2 separate regions of the Sus scrofa genome follow, and region 1 is linked to region 2. Evidence: chromatin contacts called from public HiChIP or PLAC-seq data. All regions are on one chromosome and are shown on one strand. The core of a region is the stretch at or near the end of the contact, and the rest is flanking DNA. Distances in the headings are between cores, read along the strand shown.

The links. HiChIP or PLAC-seq counts read pairs in DNA pulled down with a chosen protein or histone mark.
Region 1: an H3K27ac HiChIP or PLAC-seq map of skeletal muscle shows a contact between it and region 2. The contact joins the promoter of NDUFS2 here to the promoter of SDHC in region 2. A contact is called at or near these places in 2 of 5 promoter capture datasets (fetal liver and liver), 2 of 47 Hi-C or Micro-C datasets (epiblast stem cells and skeletal muscle) and 2 of 2 datasets of contacts at active chromatin or transcription factors (alveolar macrophages and skeletal muscle).

Annotation. Positions count from the first base shown.
Region 1 is chr4:89,253,225-89,259,301 of Sscrofa11.1, reverse strand. It overlaps NDUFS2 (NADH dehydrogenase [ubiquinone] iron-sulfur protein 2, mitochondrial), which reads left to right and starts at 2,212. Exons shown (of 14, transcript XM_005663166.3): 1 at 2,212-2,354; 2 at 3,147-3,253; 3 at 6,002-6,077. The coding sequence starts at 2,260.
Region 2 is chr4:89,166,852-89,173,053 of Sscrofa11.1, reverse strand. It overlaps SDHC (succinate dehydrogenase cytochrome b560 subunit, mitochondrial), which reads left to right and starts at 3,890. Exons shown (of 6, transcript XM_003125659.6): 1 at 3,890-3,991. The coding sequence starts at 3,972.

The DNA.
Region 1 (6,077 bases), core at 963-3,462, 88 kb before region 2:
AGAACCCAGTGGTTCCTGGAATATCTAGTAATCTTTTACTTCTCATTCCCCATGGGACAGGGAGAGGGTGGATGCAGCACTGTGTACACCGGAATTTTACGGTACTGAGAGAAACAGGAACCCCATGCCTGGGATGGAGAGAGTGCTTGAGGAGGAAGAGGTGATGTTAAGGAAAGGAAGTAAATTGATTCTGTCGGTTCTGGACTAGAGAGAACTCAGCAAAGAAGTCTTGGGGCTGGACTCTCAAGGCAAGGAAGCAAAGGGTTCAGAAGTAGGGGCAATTTCCGCTCACCCCATGCTATGGCCACTCCTTTCCCCAGGATATCCCCAGGAAGGAGAGTATACTCAGCACTTTCCTTTCCCAGAGGTGGACCACCTGCCCCTGCCCCCATTCCTCTATTCACTCTCTGCCTTGTCACCTCCTGTCTACCACATCACATCCGCCAGAATACTTCCTTATCTACTCCCTTCCTGTTCAAGTCTCTAATACCTGCCCTGGTGCCCATCAATTCCTGTATCACCCACCCCTTTCTGACTGCCAGATCCACTTCTTGACCTGCTACGTGCCCTGACCTTGGTCCTCAGTGGAGGGGGTTGGTGCTGTAGGAGTCAGACAAAGGATGGGAGACCAGAAGGGGCAGGGGCAAGAGGAGCTATCACCAGAGGACTCTTACTGCCCCTTTCCACCCCACCCCCCCGATCTGAAATGAGGACAAAGGGGGTGACTAAGCAGTGAGAGACAAAGGGCCTTAGAGTCATAGCAGCAGTGTGTGTGGGGGGTATTGGCAGCAGGGAACAGGCACAAAAGATGCAGTGTCCTAGGCAGCCCCCCCGCCCCAGGATCCCTCACCCTAGTTCCAACTCCAGTTGCCCCCAGGGCCGAGCAGCCCAGAGTCTACCCTGACTTCTAGGCTGGATTAGGGCAAATAAATGCAGTCCCCCACATTGTCCTCTCTCACGATCACCACATTCATTGTTTTAGCTATATAGGGAAAGAAGGCCCAGGGAGAGGGTGGGGAATGAGGGAGGCAGAGACGAAGAGCCTCTGCCTGGCTCTATGGGGTCTGCCAGTCTGCCCAGGTCCCAGTCAGTTCTCACAGCCAGGGATATGGCCCCACCCTTTGGTACAGTTCCCATTAGGTCAACTCCCAGGCTGGAAGTCTGGCTTTCCCCTTTCCGTGTAGCTAAGAATTCCCTGTCTCTGCCATTCTCCTGGCCTGTTTGCCTCACCCTGCTACACTGCTGCACTGCTGGTGGGCTGTGGCCCAGGGACGCTGTCTCGGGGAGATCTCGGGAAGGCCTCTTTCCAGGCCCCAAGTGGGAGGGATGTGCAGAACTCAATGGGTGGCCCAGCCGGAGCTGGCTTTGGAAGCAGAAAGAACAGGAACCTGCTCCAAAGTTGGAAAACTCTTCTTTGTCTCTTCCACATAGAATTGGGATCAGACTGCTGGTGGTACTACTTTTCTATGCTCTTGGCCAGGACTGAGACTGAGTCAGAAAGATGTGAGGTAAAAGAGTCTGACTGGGATAGAAGTCAGGTATGAGGCATCGCTAAGGGCACTTCCTGGGTCTGTAATTCTGGAGCTTCTGGAAGCCCTGCAGATGTCAGGATCACCCATAAGGGACCTCCCCTCCTCAGCTGGGGTGAGGTGGCTCCTACACACTCCAGCAGCCCATTCCAATGCTAGTGGCCTTGGCGTCCTACTCTTTTTTCATTTTGGTTTGGCCAGAGCTCTCAGACCCGCCCAGCCCTACTGGAGCCCCTTTCCCCTAACCCATTTAGGCCATCTGGAAATTGGCTGGCTTTTTTTGCTCCAAGTCCTTTGGATTCGGGGCTAGGGAGGGAATTGGCAAAGCCTGGAGCAACCCCAGAAGGGTAGGGCTACAGCAGCTAGGCAGCCCAGGAGGGGAGAGGGTAAGAGCCCCTAAGAGAGTGTGTGCCCAGCCCCGGGAGGGAGGTAGGGCACTTTCCGAGGCGCGCAGACAGATTGGCGAGGGAGCATAGAGGGAGCTATAGCCCGCGGCTGGAACTTAGAAGGGCCAGTCAGGAGAGGTGGAAAGCATCGTCCTCAGCCATGGGTATTTAGGCGAAAATGAAGCCCAGGTGCAGAACCCGGATGTCCTCAGGTTGGCTGTCCTGCGACCCCGCCAGCTTCCAAGAGGGCCGCTGCGTTGTGCGAATGGGCGAGAAGCCCACGAGGAGGCGCGCGCGAAGCACTTCCGCCCGGTTCTCCTTTCCGCAGTCTGTGGCGGGGCAAGATGGCGGCGCTCAGAGCACTGTGCAGCCTCCGGGGCGTCGCGGCCCAGGTGCTGCGGCCCGGGGCTGGGGCCCGACTACCGATTCAGCCTAGCAGGTGAGACCAAGGGAAGCCCTCGATACGCCGTCCCCAGGGCTAGGGTTTCCCGAGTTTGGGGAGTCCGCGGGCCCTGTGACCCCTTAGGAAAGAATGACCCAGGCCCGTGACCCTTCGCCCAGGCCTGCTCTCTCGGGCTCCAGGATCCAGCGGCACCTGTTCTGTCCGAGGGAGGAAAGAGAGTCTTGAGCTCCGTGTGCCAGGAGTGAAATCAGTTGGAGGGAGACTCTGCCCTTCAGCGTTAGTGATAATGTCACTCTCCCCTTTTTGTGCTACTGCTTTTCGCAAACCCCATCAGGGGTGGGCTGCGACTGGTGAGAAGGCTCCTTAGGTGCTGTGGAAGAAGAGGAAAGCACCTCTGATGGTCTTAAAGGAGTAGCATAAACCAAGAACCGCGGGTTGGCACCAGTGCATCACTCTCACCATACTTGAACAGAGCCAAGGAGCCAGCATGCCCTACCCCCCTTTCTATTCCTACTCTTTGGTTGACCTTGAATAAACACCATTTTTACCAGGATGGGAATATGAATATGGCCAGAATTTAAAGGAGCTGGGAACCCTAACTTTGCATGCACAGGGATTATGGGTGAAGTGATTCTGGGAATAAGTTTTTAGTAAGAGTAGAATCTCTGGAGTTCCAGCTTGCTCTGCCAAAGCTACATAACTCTTTGCCAGTGACTTGGCATTGAAGAATCCAAGACACCCTTCCCTGGGCCCACTTGAAAGTGATGGGAACAGAGGAACCAAGCACCTGTCAGGCCCTTTGTCTAGGATCTGTTATTACCTCTCCAGAGGGGCTCGGCAATGGCAGCCAGATGTGGAATGGGCAGAGCAGTTTGGGGGAGCTGTCATGTACCCCACTAAGGAAACAGCCCACTGGAAACCTCCACCTTGGAATGGTAAGTGCCCAGAGCCACAGTCTCAACCCATACCCCTCTCTGTCCCCAAGCTGACGCGTAAGTGCTTTTGAGCTCTGTTTTAGGCAAATTTTAGCCCCAGTCCTTTTTACTTTAACCTCGCAACTCAGCAAACATGGTAAGAGTGATAATAGAAGTTATTTGTCAAATATGACATTTCAGGAGAAAAGAACAAATAGGTCCCATCAAACCCTTGAAGGTTCCTACCAAATCTGTATCTTTAGCTTCACCTTTTTCCAGAGGTTCAGTCTCCCCTAGACACCTCCCTCTAGACAAGGTGATTTTCCCACTGGCACCCAAATGGAACCCGACGGAATACAATACATTTTTCCCCATCAAAACTAGCTCTTCCTCATGATTTTTTTTTTCCTTATATGGAAGTTCCTGGGCTAGGGTTCGAATCAGCTGCAGCCACAGCAACACAGGATCCAAGATGCATCTGCGACCTATGCTGCGGGTTTCAGCAGCTTGTGGCAATGCTGGATCCTTAACCCAAGGAGGGAGGCCAGGGATTGAACCTGCATCCTCATGGACACCATGTTGGGTTTTTAACACTCTGAGCCACAACAGGAACTCCTGTGATTTTAAATTTTGATCAGTGACTCCTCCATTCTCCTAATCCTTCAGGATTGAAACTTTTTAATCATCTATCTGTGGCTCTTTCTTCTCTTTTGCCCTCTATATCTATGTCCAGTAAGTCACCAAACCATGCAAATTCTTTTTTTTTTTTTGCAAATTCTTTAATAACATTATATATCTGGTTATCTCCCTTTCTTGCTTTCTTGTTCAGATTTGTTTTGTATTAGACTGTGATTATTTTAGGAGTCTCTTTGCTGTGTTCCTGCCACTGATCTTGTCTCCCTCCAACTATCCTATACAATGTCATTGCCTTCATCTTCCCCAAGCATCATTTTACCATGGCATTCATTCTTTTGTTCAAAAACCTTCAAAGGCACTTCCAGTTACCTTTCAAAAATTTAACTGTAACAACAGCTTAGTAGTTAACCATATGCTAAGTGTTTTTGTTTATTTCACTTAGTCTTTACAACAACTCTATGAGAGTGATACAAACATTATCCCAATTTTGAGGAAATGATGGTGTAGGGAGATTAAAACGTGATCAGTGACATAGGTGGATTTGTACACAGGTCTGACTCCAAAGATTGTGGAGGAGAATTTTGGTTGCAAAGGTAGACTCTGGTTTGAGAGTCCATTTACCAATGAATAAGGCACCTACTATATAGCATTATTGTAAGGATTGAATGAGATGCTAGTAACATAAACCACTTAGTGTAGTGACTGGCCTGTTGCTAAGTCCTCCGTAAGTGTCATTAATAAAAATACTGATAATTGAACCACTACCCCCTACTGCCTGCCAACACTAATCTTCTGTCTCTTGGCAGATAAGAGTTCCACAGATACTTACTTCCTTGTTTCTAAGATTTGACCTGTGTTCATTCCATAGCCTGGGATGCCTCTTCTCTCTGCCTGTCTGAATCATTCCCTGTATCCATGATCTTGTGTCCATGAGGTTTTCACAGTGTTCTTTCCTTCCTTTAAGTACTTAAGGGTTAAACTTACTTGGCAACTTGTAAATTTCATGTTTTGCTAGTTCTCACATGTGCTTATTTCCCAAATTAAATTGTAAGCCTCTTAAGGGTAAAAACTGTCATTGAGCAACAGTAAGAATTAAGTATACATTTTCTGATCAGTTGGTCATTCATCAGATACATCTGGAGAGCAGTGTATTTTAGTGGTTAAGGGTGTGGAGTCTGGAGCTGACCAGGCCAAGTTAAATTATGGCTCTGCCACCTAACTAACTCTGTGAGAATTCATGTATCCTTTCTGGCCTCAAGTTCTCCAATAAGATGAGGATAATGATAGAATCAACTACTCATATGGTTTTTGAGAAAATTAATTAAAATAAATGCTTAGAGTAGTGCATATATTAGGGACTGATATATATGTATATATTTAAAAGTATTTTGGGAGACATGGAGAGGGTGAGATTGCTGGTTTCTCTCATCAGAAAGTTTGGATCTGGAGTTCCCGTTGTGGCTCAGTGGTTAATGAGCCTGACTAGAATCCTTGAGGATGAGGGTTTGTTCCCTGGCCTTGCTCAGTGGGTTAAGTATCTGGCATCCCCGTGAACTGTGGATCTGGTGTTGCTGTGGCTGCGGTGTAGGCCGGCAGCTGTAGCTCTGATTCAACCCCTAGCGTGGGAATCTCCATATGCTGCCAATGCGGCCCTAAAAAGCAAAAAAAAAAAAAAAAAAAAAAAAGCAAAAAAAAGAAAGAAAAGAAAAAGAAAAAAAGAAAGTTTAGATCTCCCTTCCCTTTTTCCCATCTAATGGTCTTCTTCCTGGTTATGTTAAAGATTAAGGAATTGGGGATTTCCCCTTTTGGCTCAGTGTGTTAAGAGCCCGACTAGTAGCCATGATGATACGGGTTTGATCTCTGGCCTTGCTTAGTGGGTTAAGGATCCGGCATTGCTGCAAGCTGCGGTGTAGTTCACAGATGAGGCTCAGATTTGGTGTTGCTATGGCTGTGGTGTAGGCCTCAGCTGCAGCTCTGATTCAACCCCTACCCTGGGAACTTCTTTATGCCACAGTGCAGTCCTTAAAATTAAAAAAAAAAAAAAAGATTAGGAAATTGTCAGAGTATGGAATGGTGAGATGGAATGTTTATATGGAAATGCTGACTTCTTGTTGTCTCTTGGGGGATCTCAAGGGAATTACTATTGGCCCAACTATTTCCCACTTCTCTCAGATGTGGACCCTCCAAAGGACACATTGGTGTCGAACCT
Region 2 (6,202 bases), core at 2,641-5,140:
TATCTAGGCAGATTGAATAGCAAAAGAGAAGACAGAGATAGGAGTGTATATGTGTGTGGTATTGGGTAGGTTTGTGAAGTACTGGGAATATTCAGGGGTATTCTCCACTTTGACTTGATATGGGAAATTGTAGGAAAGGAGTCTGTGCAGGAAAGTTGAAGCCAGTTCGTGGAGGGCCTTAAATGACAGACTAGAGGGTGATTTAATTGGGTACATCATAAACATTTCCTGCAGTTTGGGGAGTGGTATTTGGGCTTAGGAACTGGAGTGACTACATGGTCAGAGCTGAGTTTTAAGACAAATCTGGCCGGAAAAATCATTTAGACCAGCGCTCTCCTGATTGTTGCTTCCTTTGTTTTCTTCCTTGGGATCATCTGCAGTGATTTAACTTTTCACTGAATCTCTCACACTCCTATCTGGAATGTTTTCCCTTCTCTCTTCCCCTTCCTTTTTGTCACCTCAGGCCTGGGCTAGACCTTGATTCTCTCCTGCTTATTTTTAAGATAAGCCCTGCTCATAGGGGCCTAGCCTTAAGCCTTTGAATTTCGGTATGATTCATTTCATCAATTTTGGGTTCTAGAGGTTAATTGAGGGGAGAGGTCACTGTTAGTTTCTGCTAAGGGACCATTGCAGGCTCATTTGTAAAGCCAATCTCCTGGTACCTTCCAGACATCTCCTTACACCACTGTTTTGGTGGGTTTGCTGATTAACATATTCCTTTTCTTTTTTTTTTCCTTTCTCTCTTTCTTTCTTTCTTGGCTGTGCCTACAGCATGCAGAAGTTCCTGGGCCAGGGATCAAATCTGAGCCACAGCAGTGACAACGTTGGATCCCCAACTTCTAGGCCACCAGGGAAGCCCATGATTAATATGTCTCTATTTTTTTTTTTTCTTTTTCAGCCACACCAGTGTCAAGTGGAAGTTCCCAGGCCAGGGATCTAAATCCAACTGAAGCTGCAACCTATACTACAGCTACAGCAATGCTGGATCCTTATCTCCCAGTACCACAGTGGGAGATCTGGTTTGGTGATTAGCATTGATTTGGTTTGTGGAGCTCAAAATATGGGGCTTGGAGTTCCCGTCGTGGCGCAGTGGTTAATGAATCCGACTAGGAACCATGAGGTTGCGGGTTCGGTCCCTGCCCTTGCTCAGTGGGTTAACGATCCGGCGTTGCCATGAGCTGTGGTGTAGGTTACAGACGTGGCTCGGATCCCGCGTTGCTGTGGCTCTGGTGTAGGCCGGTGGCTACAGCTCCAATTAGACCCCTAGCCTGGGAACCTCCATATGCTGTGGGAGCGGCCCAAGAAATAGCAAAAAAAAAAAAAAAAAAAAAAAAAAAAAAAAAAAAAAATGGGGCTTGATCATAAACTCCACAGGCAAAATCACCATTATCAATAAATGTTTATAGTATGTTGTAGTCAAAATCCCTGCTTAACTCCATCTCTCCAGTTGTAATCACTTTCTCCTTTTATCCCCCACCCCTTTCCTGATACCCCTTTCATAAGTTGGTGGTGTGTGTGTGTGTGTGTGTGTGTGTGTGTGTGTCTTTTTAGGGCCACACCCACAGCATATGGAAGTTCCCAGGCGAATCAGAGCTGTAGCTGCCAGCCTACACCACAGCTCATGGCTACACCAGGGATTGAGTGAGGCCAGGGATTGAACCCTCGTCCTCATGGATAGTAGTGGGGTTCATTACTGCTGAGCCATGATGAGATTTCTGAGTTGCTAATTTTTTTGTTGTACTTCTTTCTTTTTCTACTGATCCTAAGGTTATAAACCTCTTGAGAATATACAAGTTTGTATCTTTGAATCCCCTAAAGCACCTTCACAGACTCTGGCAAAAAGTCAGTACCACGTATGTTAAGTGAAATTATTTAAAGAGCTAAGTGAAAGAGGCATTCATTAGGTTTGTTAATGTGAAGTTTCAGAAGGCCAGAGTAGGAGTTCCCGTCGTGGCGCAGTGGTTAACGAATCTGACTAGGAACCATGAGGTTGCGGGTTCGGTCCCTGCCCTTGCTCAGTGGGTTAACGATCCGGCGTTGCCATGAGCTGTGGTGTAGGTTACAGACGTGGCTCGGATCCCGAGTTGCTGTGGCTCTGGTGTAGGCCGGTGGCTACAGCTCCGATTCAACCCCTAGCCTGGGAACCTCCATATGCCGCGGGAGCAGCCCAAGAAATAGCAACAACAACAGCAACAAAAGACAAAAAAAAAAAAATAATAAAAATAAAGAAGGCCAGAGTAGGATCAATGACTAGAAGTTCAATAGCAAAGAACTGTATTTTATTTAATTAATTAATTTTATTTTTTAAATTTATTTTTGGCTAAGCCTGAAGTGGTCAGGAATGAAACTCCCACCACAGCAGTGACCTAAGCCATGTCAGTGACAATGCCAGATCCTTAACTGCTGGGCCACCAGGGAATGCCAAAAAACTGTATTTTAACATAATTTCCATGACGAAATTGTTTACTAAATGAAACTTTTTGTTTTTTGTCTTTTTAGGGCCGCACCTTCGGCATGTGGAGGTTCCCAGGCTAGGGGTCTAATTGGAGCTGTAGCCGCCAGCCTACGCCACAGACACAGCAATGCAGGATCTGAGCGAGTCTGCCATCTATACCACAGCTCACAGCAACACGGGATCCTTAACCCACTGATCGAGGCCAGGGATGGAACCTGAAACCTCGTGGTTCCTCATCTGATTCCTTATCCACTGAACCACAACGGGAATTCCTGAAACTTGTTTTTTGAGGTATCCATTATTGAATGTGTTAGAGCAGTCGTGAAGATCAGCTGTCAGTAATGTTGCAGAGGAGATTCCTGAACTGGTTAGAAAATCCAGGTCAGAGAGTCTCTAAGCTTTCTTCCGATCCAGAAGTTTTTTAAAGTGCTTTTTTTTGGCCAGCATTACATGCAAAACAGTACTTTCATTTAATGCAGAAGCAAGTGAATCTGTGCTATTTAAGCCCTGAAAGGAAAAGTGCAGGAGTGCTAAATATAAATGAGATCTGAATATTAATGTAATTAATATGTTTTATTGTAGAACAGGAGTTGCCCTGGGCTGTCTCCTTCACTCCTCCTCACCCTCCCTCCTCAAAAGAGGCTCAAGAACTTTTGTGCTCTTCCATTTCTTTCCACTTGCTTGTTTTATCCCTTTAAGTCCTAAGTGCTCTGGAAGTGACTGCTGTGTTTGGATCCCTCAAAACTGTTTTTATGTATACAAATCAAAGTAAGTTCTCCCCACCCCACCCCAGGTTCTTCTGGCAGTGGGTGTCACCCACATAGCCCTGAAAGAAGGAAAAGGGAGCCTTGTCTTTGGTTGGTGGGCGGCTAGCCCTTGTGGCAGCTCAAGCCCAGTCGTTGTGAGGCATAAAACTAATCGAAGTGGTGAGAGGAGGTTCCCAGTCCTTGGGAATGGTGGTCTTCGAGGTTCTTTCTCCCACGGACCTTCTGCATTGTATCTCTGTATTGGTGAAGGTTCACTTAAGAATGGGAAGGAGCCTAAGCATCTTTTTCCCTGGGTGTCTCAGTTGCCCTTACCCAGACATTTTCAGTCCTACCTGGGAGGAGTAGGAAGTGAAACTAGGCTGAGATATCCTCAGGGAAGAAGGTGGGCAAGTCCTCTGCTTTGTGGTGCTAAACAAAATGAATGTGTCCGCAGGTGAAACGCAGTCTGCAGAATCTGAGCCGGCGGCAATTTTGCGAAAGCCTTGGTACTTTACGGTAGAAGTCCGCTGAGAGGCAGGGGCGGAGACCAATTGAGCAAAAAAAAAAATATATATATATATCAGCAAAGAGGCTGAACTGAGCTGAGCCAGAAATAATCAGCAGAGTCTGATTTGGGCTGAGCCAGAGAAGCTGCCAATCCTCTTAAAGAGCCAGTGTACTCACGTGACAGAAGCCCCCGCCCACTACCCCTCCCCTCACCAGAGTGGTGAGGCTGTCTGGCGTCACTTCCGTCCAGGCCGGAACCCAAGATGGCTGCGCTCTTGTTGAGGTGACTTTAGTGTGGGGCTGGGAGTCAGTGCCGGCGGCCCTTTGGAGCTCTGCCCTGGACCCTCACGTCTTGCTGACAGCTGTTTACCCCGTGTCTGGGCAAGGAGGGGACCCGTGGGTGGAGGTCACGCGCCCTGGAATCCTAGAGACCCTCCCCTCCCCCAGCCGCTCCTGTGAACCCTGTAGGGCTTCAGGGTCACTGGCCGATTATCTTTTCCTTACTCCTTACAGATGGGTGGCTGGGCTCTCGCCCTTTCTACTTTTCCCACTTTTCGTACTTCTTTTTCCCAAATTGCTCACAGTGCCGCAGCCAGAGACGAGCTCCGAGAAAGTAAATAGCTGACTTCTCTTGTTTAGGGATTGGGCTTCGAGGTGAGGGATCTTGGTGTACTTTGCCTTTGCGTCTACTCCTGCAGACACCAGTTGCTGGCGATGAGTGGGTACTGCCCAGTTTCGTAAAGGGGCCCTGGCAGAGAGTGCAAGAGTCCTGGACCCCTACCCGGCTGCGTTTAGCAGTAGCGCCAATAGTGGTCGCTCTGCTACCCCACAGCAGCCAGGAAATTAAATTTTAGTTTATTTTTTGAGTTGGGAGGTGGAGGAAATGGATGACTCCGTTTTTCCTCTACAGTGTCACCTCGTCCACAGAAATAGCCTAGATTTTTTTTCCATTCTGAACTGTCCACTGTATACAAGGCCTCCTCTTCTGCTCAGAGCTTTTCTAGCCATAGCAACTTTAGTGACTTTAGACACTCTTGGTACAAATCCCAGCATAGTTTCGTGCCAGCACTATTTTTGGAAACTATTTTGTTATGGAAAGTTAGCTTTAATGCTGTTGAGATTTAATTTCTGATTTCCCCAAATGCCTTCTCATTTCTCTTTCCACTTCAGTCATGCAGTATAAAAATAGACAGACTTTATTTAGGTTTTCTCTGTGACAAAATGATTCCTCTTGGAGTTGAGAGCAGGGATCAGTATCTTAATCCTTCATTTTGCTACCTGCCTCTTATCTACAGATGTGTCTTTTTTTTCGTAAAGTCTGCCGGAGTTAGTCTTCCCAGACTGCGTTCTTTGTTACAAGTAGTTTGACCGTAATTGAGTACTTTTGATTTCTTTGATATATCATAATTTAGATGTCACAGGCTTTTTGGTGGAATTAACATGCTTGAAATAATCATGTTGGGTCTGTAACAGTTCGTTTTAGAAGTTTCATGATGAAATAAGGGATTAAAAACATTTTTTTCTTGATGGAAGTTATGGGCCTAATTCTAGTTCTCTAGAGGAATTTGGAGCTTTTATAATGTGCTGATTTAACCTCAAAGGAAAATACCTTCTAAGGAACCCTAGGAGCTGGTTTCTAGTTCAGTAATATCACTAGTTCCATTCTTTTGGACAAGTTGAGGTTGTTGATTACATGATTGTGGTTTCTTCATTTGTGAATGAAAATAGTAATAACGTAAACCTACGTAAGAGAAATCATGACTGAACATTAGTTTTTTTCTTTTTTGGCCGGCCTGAGGCATAAGGAGTTCCCTGGCTAGGGGTCTGAGCCATGCCGCGGCTGTGGCGACGCCGGATCTTTAACCCACTTTGCCAGGCTGGGGCTCAAACTGAGTCCCAGCACTTCAGACACTGCCAATCCCCTTACACCACAGCGGGAACTGCTGGCTAAACATTTTTAATGCTAGGTTAACAAAAATTATTAGTTATCACCGAATAGTATGTCATGGCTTTTGAACAGTGCTCTGTATTTTATATACTCCCTAAACTGTTCACAGCCTCTCTAGGGATGAATAACCACCTGAGTAGCACAAACTCCATTGGCATTTAGCAAGGAATGATTCACCAAAATCAATTTGGAGATAAAGAACTCAGCTAAGAACGGCTAGGCTTCTACCTAGTAATGTTCATGCAGCTTAAGCACAAAGCCACCAGGAGTCATTAGCCTTCTGGACATTGCTTGTCATATTAAATGCTACATCTGAAACACCCTCTAAAAATAAGGCTTAATTCTGAATTCCTAAGACTGCTTTTTTTTTTTTTTTTTTTTGGTCTTTTTGTCTTTTTTGTTGTTGTTGCTATTTCTTGGGCCGCTCCCGCGGCATATGGAGGTTCCCAGGCTAGGGGTCGAATCAGAGCTGTAGCCACTGGCCTACGCCAGAGCCACAGCAACGAGGGATCTGAGCCGTTTCTGCAACCTACACCTCAGCTCACG